Linked DNA regions of Mus musculus: region 2 is linked to region 1. Evidence: chromatin contacts called from public HiChIP or PLAC-seq data. All regions are on one chromosome and are shown on one strand. The core of a region is the stretch at or near the end of the contact, and the rest is flanking DNA. Distances in the headings are between cores, read along the strand shown. Region 1 holds the start of Zfp575 (zinc finger protein 575). Region 2 holds the start of Tmem91 (transmembrane protein 91).

Region 1 (3,492 bases), core at 367-2,866:
ACACACATATAAATAACAAATGTATATATATATATATATATATATATATATATATATATATATATGTGTGTGTGTGTGTGTGTGTGTGTGTGTGTGTGTATTGGTTCTCTGAGACAGGGTTTCTCTGTGTAGCCCTGGCTATTCTGAGACTCCCTCTGTAGATCAGTCTGGCCTCAAACTCAGAGATCTGCCTGCCTCTGCCCCATGAGTGCTGGGATTAAAGGCGTGCGCCACCACACTCACGGTGTAATTTTTAAAATATTCATAAAGGAACTTGAGAGAGAGACTCAGTGCTTAACAGCACTAGCTGGAGCAGGGCTTGGTGGTGCATACCACTGATTCAAGCACTGGGGAGGCAGAGGCAGAGGCAGGCAGACCTCTGTGTCTTGGAGGCCAGCCTGCTCTATAGCCAGAGCTATGTAGCAAGACCCTGTGTCAAAAAAAAAAAAGCAACACTGCCTGAACAATAGCAATGTTTAAGCCGGTTTCCATTGGTTCTCTAATATACTTATATAATATAAGACACTGAGGCCCATAACTGTAAGGTGACTTCTTCATCGTCACACGACTAGAAATTGGCAGAGTCCAGCGCAAACCAGTTACTCAGCCCCACCAAATAACTCCCGTGACTCCCAGGGTTGACCAGACGTCATGGATTATCCGGCTGAGTGCGGAGGACTTTTATGAGCACATCACAGGCATACTAGCGCTGGGCAGGAAGTTGTACTGTCGCTGCCTGGAAGTAGGCCAAGCACTCAATGTCACCCTTGGCCTGGCACTCCTAGGCCACCTAGGGAGGGGCAGTAGGTAGCACGGGGTGCTAGGCGTGGTAAATGTCGGTGAAGGGTGCCTAAAGTACTATGCAAGTGCCTTCGGGGGGTCAACTGAGTACTGCCCCTTGCCCTTTCTGAAGAAATAGCCAAACTTTCTGTAAAGGCTTGGAGGAATAGAATCGAATCGACCTGAGCTTTTTGAACGGCTCCCAAAGGCTGAATTCAGACTATACATGGAATTCTCAATGCAAGGCCAAAGAGACACCTCAGTGGTTAAAGGCAGCTGCAGCCAAGCGTGAAGATCTGAGTTCGATTCCTGGGACCCACAAGGTGGAAAGTGAGAACTGAGTCCACAAGAGTCCACAAGAGTCCACAAGTTGTCCTCTGACCACCACACTCAAACACATCCACAATGACAAACAAGTAACTAAATGTAATTAACATTTGAAAGAAAATAACAGGGGCAGTAACAAAAAGAAACCGGAGTGGGAATGTGGGGAAGGGGTGGGGGAGCGGGCCTGTGCAGTCTGTCTTAGCAAGGCACTTGGGAGGTGAAGACATGAGGACTACCAGTTCATGGCTATTCTCGGCTATGTAGGGAGTTTGATGCTAGCCTGGGCTACTTGAGACCCTATCACAGGAAGGAGAAAACAGGAGGGATTAACCACATCCTTACAGATGTGCACTTTCCTAGCTAGGATCCTTAGGCGGATAGCTTCGCGCTTGCTCACTAACTTGCCAGCTGGGTGGTTCAGTCATTCCCTCCTTCCATCACATCTTCCCCCTCTGCAGCCTCTTGCTGGCCGAGAGTGCGCATGCGTGCCGACGCCCCCTCCAGCCCCGGATGGGAGGAGGGGATGGAAGTGAAGCTGGGCCCTACGGCTCGGCAATCTCCTTCCCGCTCTTCTCTCCTCCAACGGCGTCCCAGCGCCCGCTGGGAGGTGCAGGTCCGAGGGCTACAAGGTAGCTCACGAGGCTTAATTGAGACGGGAGGGTTCCGGAGCCCCACCCCCGGGGAGGGACCGCCCTGCAGGTGAGAAGGGCTGGGTCCTGGTCTCCTGGAGATGGATTGGGGGCTGGCCGCTAGGATCTCTCCGCGAAGGGTAGATATGGATCTCGGTGCTCTGGTTTTTGAGGAGTGCATGCGATGCCAGACGTTTGGGACTCCCTCCATGAAAGTCTATATTCTGGGTCTCTAGGTGGTTCTATAAGCCACACCTTCCTTTCGTCTTTTTCTCCAGGTTTCCCTAATTCTCTGAGTCCCCAGTTCTATGCCAGAGATGCGATTTAGCGACACAGCATCAGTAGGCTGAGACTAAAGACAGGGTAAGCCCCCCTTTCTACTAGAATCCCTTCCACTGTACCCAAAGCGCTTCTGGGACAGGGTGGCCAAGGGCACACCCACTGCGCTCAAAGACCAGCCCCTGGGCTTGGGTGGCCGGGCCACTGACTGCTCTTTTTGTATAGCCCCGCCCACTCCAGATTTAGCGGTCCCGCCCACTCTGAGATAGCCCCACCCCACCCAGTGAAAAGATTATCTCTTGGTTTTATTTTCATATCCCCTCCTAGTGTGTACTTAGGCTCCACCTTCCAGCCTTCTGCTCTTGAGTTAGGACTAGACTTAACCAACAGCCTGGTTCTAAACAGACTGGCCTTTTGATTTTAGGCCCGCACCCCTGTCTCCATGAACTTGTTAACCACTGGCGCCATCCTCGCCCCTTGCCCAGCTGCCCCTTGGTCCCTCTGCCAGCAAGATGCTGGGTGGAAGCGTGAAGTCCGAGGTCAGGGCCTCGGAACCTAGTCCCACCTGTCAGGACCCGGAGACCAAAGGTGAGAGCAGCCCAGGTTCTCATAGGGATCATTCCCCAGGAGTGACAGCCCAGGAGAACCAACGTAATGACCATTGGGGCCACCACCACCACTACCCTTAGCAGATTGTGGGGGATTATGGGTAGTGTTGGAAATGGACACTTTAGAAGCTTTCGGCACTGGCTTGGCAACTCTTTGAGGCGCTCATAGGACGTGGGGTCAGAGGGCAAGCAGAAATGTCCTCGAGTGGGACACCAGTGTGACACTTGCCTCCTCGGACACTTTGAGATACCCCTCTAGTATTAAGAGATGACAGGGCCCGACGTGGTGGCGCACACCTTTAGTTCCAGCGCTCAGGAGGTAGAGGCAGAGGGAATCCCTGTGAGTTTGGGGCCAATTGGTCTACAGAGAGTGTTCCAGGCCAGCCAAGGTTACATGGTGAGGCCCTGCTTTATACAGAGTGTTGGGAGGTGGAGCCTGGCCTGGACCCAGGGTGTGCCTGTTTCTAGAAGCCCACCAGTTCTCCTGTCCCCCAGCCCCACACCAGGACCTGCCGAGGCCCAACCAGCCCGCTGCCTCTGGGAGCGTGCCCTCCCGGCCCCGCCGGCGGCCCCCTCCCCAGCGCCCGCACCGCTGCCCGGATTGCCCCAAGGCCTTCTCGTACCCATCCAAGCTGGCCACGCACCGGCTAGCGCACGGCGGCACCCGCCCGCACCCGTGCCCCGACTGTCCCAAGGCCTTCTCCTACCCGTCCAAGCTGGCTGCGCACCGCCTCACGCACAGCGGAGCTCGCCCGCACTCCTGCCCGCACTGCCCCAAGGCCTTCGGCCACCGTTCCAAACTGGCGGCGCATCTCTGGACGCACGCACCCGCCCGTCCCTACCCGTGCCCCGATTGCCCCAAGTCCTTC
Region 2 (3,492 bases), core at 380-2,879, 1.1 Mb before region 1:
GCAAACGGAAGCGGGTAGCAGTTTTTTAACGTGGCGTAAAAGACAAATAGAGCAAGAGGAAGGAGCTAGTAAATACCTTCTGGTGAAAACCATCCTGGCCCTTGCCCCTGGCGTTATCCCTCCCGTGGGTCTCTGTGCCAGACACTCAGACTGAGCCAAGCATGCTCCCAGACGCCATCTGCTCTCTCCGGGAGTGGGGCCGGTGCCAGCTTGAGTGTTTGGACTCTTGGCAAAGTTCCCTGGCACCCTAGAGCTAGGGAACTCCACGGCCTCACATCGGGAATCCTCCTGTCTAGCCAGATGGAGGGCGGCAGGAAAGGGAGGCAGTGCAAACTGGGTGGGCTTCCTGAAGGAGGGGATGTCTTGGAGGGCCAGGAGCGTTCTTCAGTTGAACGGACACGTATTATAAATCATAAAATTGATAAACACATTACATGTGTTCACTGCGCTTACTTTGCCAGACTTTGGGTAAATGTGTGGGCATTTGTTGTCACATCTAAGTTAAAATCCATATGTCGGGCTGTGGAAATGACTCAGAGGAAAGGGGGGCTTGCTGCTAATCCTGATAATCTATGTTGGATCCCAGGAACATATCTGGTGGAAGAAAAGAACCAACTCCTACAATTCATCCACTGACTTCTACACATGCTTGCTCTACATAGCATGTGTGCACCACACAAAAGAAATAAATGTAATATAAAAATTTTTTTGTTTTTGTTTTTGGAGACAGGGTTTCTCTGTGTAGCCCTGGCTGTCCTGGAACTCACTTTGTAGACCAGGCTGGCCTCAAACTCAGAAATCCGCCTGCCTCTGCCTCCCGAGTGCTGGGATTAAAGGCGTGTGCCACCACACTCGGCATAAAAAAATGTTTAATTGTTATCACATCTAGGAGGATGGGCATATGTCCCGAGTTTCCAGATGAAGGAATTCGGTTTAGAGAGAGATGACACTATCTATGGTCCAAAGTTCACACATCGAGTGCCTTGGAATGCCTGCAAAGGAGCTGTATGCAGAGAGCCCAACCCTGGACACCACCAACCACCAACGTCACTGAAGGATGCTTATAGCATCCCATCCTAGACCATTCCTCGGCCTCTGTCCTTGGAAGCTTCGCTCAACCTTCCTACCTCAGCTTCTTCCCTCCCCCTGGGGATTCTGCTGTGGGTTACAGTCTGTTGGCACTGGTCCCATTTGTTTATGTCAACACAGGAGCCAGTGTCCTGGCCTCAGTTTCCTCATCTGCAAATTAAAGGGAATGCAACCAGGACCCGGCAAGGGGTAGCATCCGCACTCATTGAACAAGCTGTGTTCTCAGACCAGTTACTTCACCTCTCTGTGCCTCTTTGCTGCCGGGTAAAAAAAGACCATATACCATGCTACTTAGAATTGTTCTGTGGCTGTGTATATTTAAAGCACCTCTTAGAATAAGGCACAAAGCTGTAGTCGATGTTATTATTATTGTTGAGCCATCATTTTGGGTGAGTAATGTGGGGTCCAGCCATGTTCCAACCATCAGGTTTCAGCCTCTTTAAGGGAGAAGCTGCTGGCTCTGGGACCCCCAGAATCGGAGGCCCCCTCCCGGGTCGCTGCGGAGGGGCGGAGTCTGGAGCTATTGCCCCGCCTCTCTCCTCCCCAGCTCGCTGCGGGGCTGGGGCGCAGAGACCCAAGCGCAGCTCAGCAGCATTCAGACCCTGTACGGGGTAGCCCGGACGCCCGATCTCTGGGTTCAGGTTTGCCCATCTCTGGGCGGCAGGGCAAGGTGGGTGCCCTGCAAGACCCAACCATGTCCGGCGCTTGACCGTGGGCGGTGAGAATAGATGGGGACATTGCTCCTCCCCCAGGGTCCTGGTGTTGCGGGGGCGAGAAAAGGATGGAGGCGAACCTTTGGCGGGGGACCTGCGCTAGATTTGGAATGACCTGGGGCGGGGGAATCATAGAATGAGAAGGATCTTTCTGGCTGAGTGTGAACAGTACATATGCTGAAGAGCTAAGGCGACAGGCCGGCCAGTGGGGAGATGTGTGGGGCAAGGTGCGACACCGGTTGAGCTGGACAGGTGTGCAATGGAAGGGATGAGACCTGAGAAACGTAGCAGTGGCGATTTCTGCATGGTGAGGGTGTTTGCGGTTTCAGATGCAACAACGGTGAGGACTGCAAGGTGGCTCAGGGATACACAGGATACGTAAGAACGCTGCCGGCCTCAGACATGTTTTTGAGGGGAGTCGCTGTAATTTTGCAGCATGTGCTTAAGGAGACCTTTGGCAGAGCCAGGGTGTGGGTGGGTTTACCTTCAAAAGGGATGGGTGACAGTGGCCCTGGGAACTGAGTGTGAGTGAGGGCTAGGGGTGTGTGAACTAGGGTGGAGCTCATATGTGACTGGGGATGAGGGATGGATGTGTGCATTATAGGGGGAAGGCTGCGGACCTGTGAACCTGGAGATGGAAGTGTGTGTGTGTGTGTGTGTGTAGAGGACTCATGGGACAAACGTGTGTAAGACGTGGTTTACAATGATTGTGCAACAGGTATTTTTACTACATATTTTTTGGTTTCTCGAGACAGGATTTCTCTGTATGTCCTTGGCTGTCCTAGAACTTGCCTTGTAGACCAGGCTGTTCTGAGCTTACAGAGACTCGCGTTCCTCTGCCTCCTAAGTGCTAGGATTAAAGGTGCATGCCACAACTGCCCAGTGGTACATACTTTTTAAAAATGATTTATTTTTATTTTATGTGCATTGGTGTTTTGCCTGCATGTATGTCTGTGTGAGGGTGTTGGATCCCTGGAACTGGACAGTTGTGAGCTACCATGTGGGTGTTAGGAATTGAACCTGAGCCCTCTGGAAGAGTAGCCAGTGCTCTTAAATGACATTTCTCCAGCCCTAAATACCTTTATGTGTGTATATGTATATACACACACACACACATCTCTATCTATCTATCTAATCCCAGAATTGATCACCTGGGGCCCAGAATAGTGTATGAACTAGGCAACCTCCTTTCTATTCTCAAAATCTGTTTTTCTATCTGTAAAGTGAAGAGAAGGTGTTTTGAGCTCTCTCATCTGTCCAGAGCCCATAGGCATAGGGTGATGGATGAAGGCAAGACTTTTGAAATTTGCATTTGCTTCCTTCTGTCTCCAGGGCCCTCTACCACAGCCTCCACAACCATGGACAACTCCAGCATACAGGAACTCCAGCAACCCTTACTGCCAAGCATAACCTGTGACCTCCTGGCTCCCAGGTCTGAGAAGCCAGAGCTGGGAACCCCCTTCCCAGAAACTGCCTTTGCAGAGTCCCCCAGAGGCTGGCAGCTTCTTCTCCCACCTCTTCCTTCAGTGAGTGCTGGCCTGGGGGAGCCTGAGACCCCTGACTTTGAGGTAGGAGCATCAGGCTGATGGTGGAGGTATCTGCCTAGGTCTGGGGTCTCTCTTGACTGTTCAGGGCTGGCTGGGAGTCTCATGAGTCGCTCTCTGTGAAGCCATGGCTGACCTGGGGCTCA

Evidence for each region. HiChIP or PLAC-seq counts read pairs in DNA pulled down with a chosen protein or histone mark.
Region 2: an HNF4G HiChIP or PLAC-seq map of pancreatic cancer cells shows a contact between it and region 1. The contact joins the promoter of Tmem91 here to the promoter of Zfp575 in region 1. A contact is called at or near these places in 2 of 39 promoter capture datasets (cranial neural crest and hippocampal neurons) and 3 of 115 datasets of contacts at active chromatin or transcription factors (extraembryonic endoderm stem cells, pancreatic cancer cells and thymic regulatory T cells).

What each region holds. Positions count from the first base shown.
Region 1 is chr7:24,585,765-24,589,256 of GRCm38.p6, reverse strand. Zfp575 (zinc finger protein 575) reads left to right here and starts at 1,616. Exons shown (of 4, transcript NM_001033205.3): 1 at 1,616-1,806; 2 at 2,015-2,099; 3 at 2,440-2,603; 4 at 3,119-3,492. The coding sequence starts at 2,528. It also overlaps a transcript of Ethe1 not described here.
Region 2 is chr7:25,673,303-25,676,794 of GRCm38.p6, reverse strand. Tmem91 (transmembrane protein 91) reads left to right here and starts at 1,629. Exons shown (of 4, transcript NM_177102.4): 1 at 1,629-1,759; 2 at 3,135-3,370. The coding sequence starts at 3,161.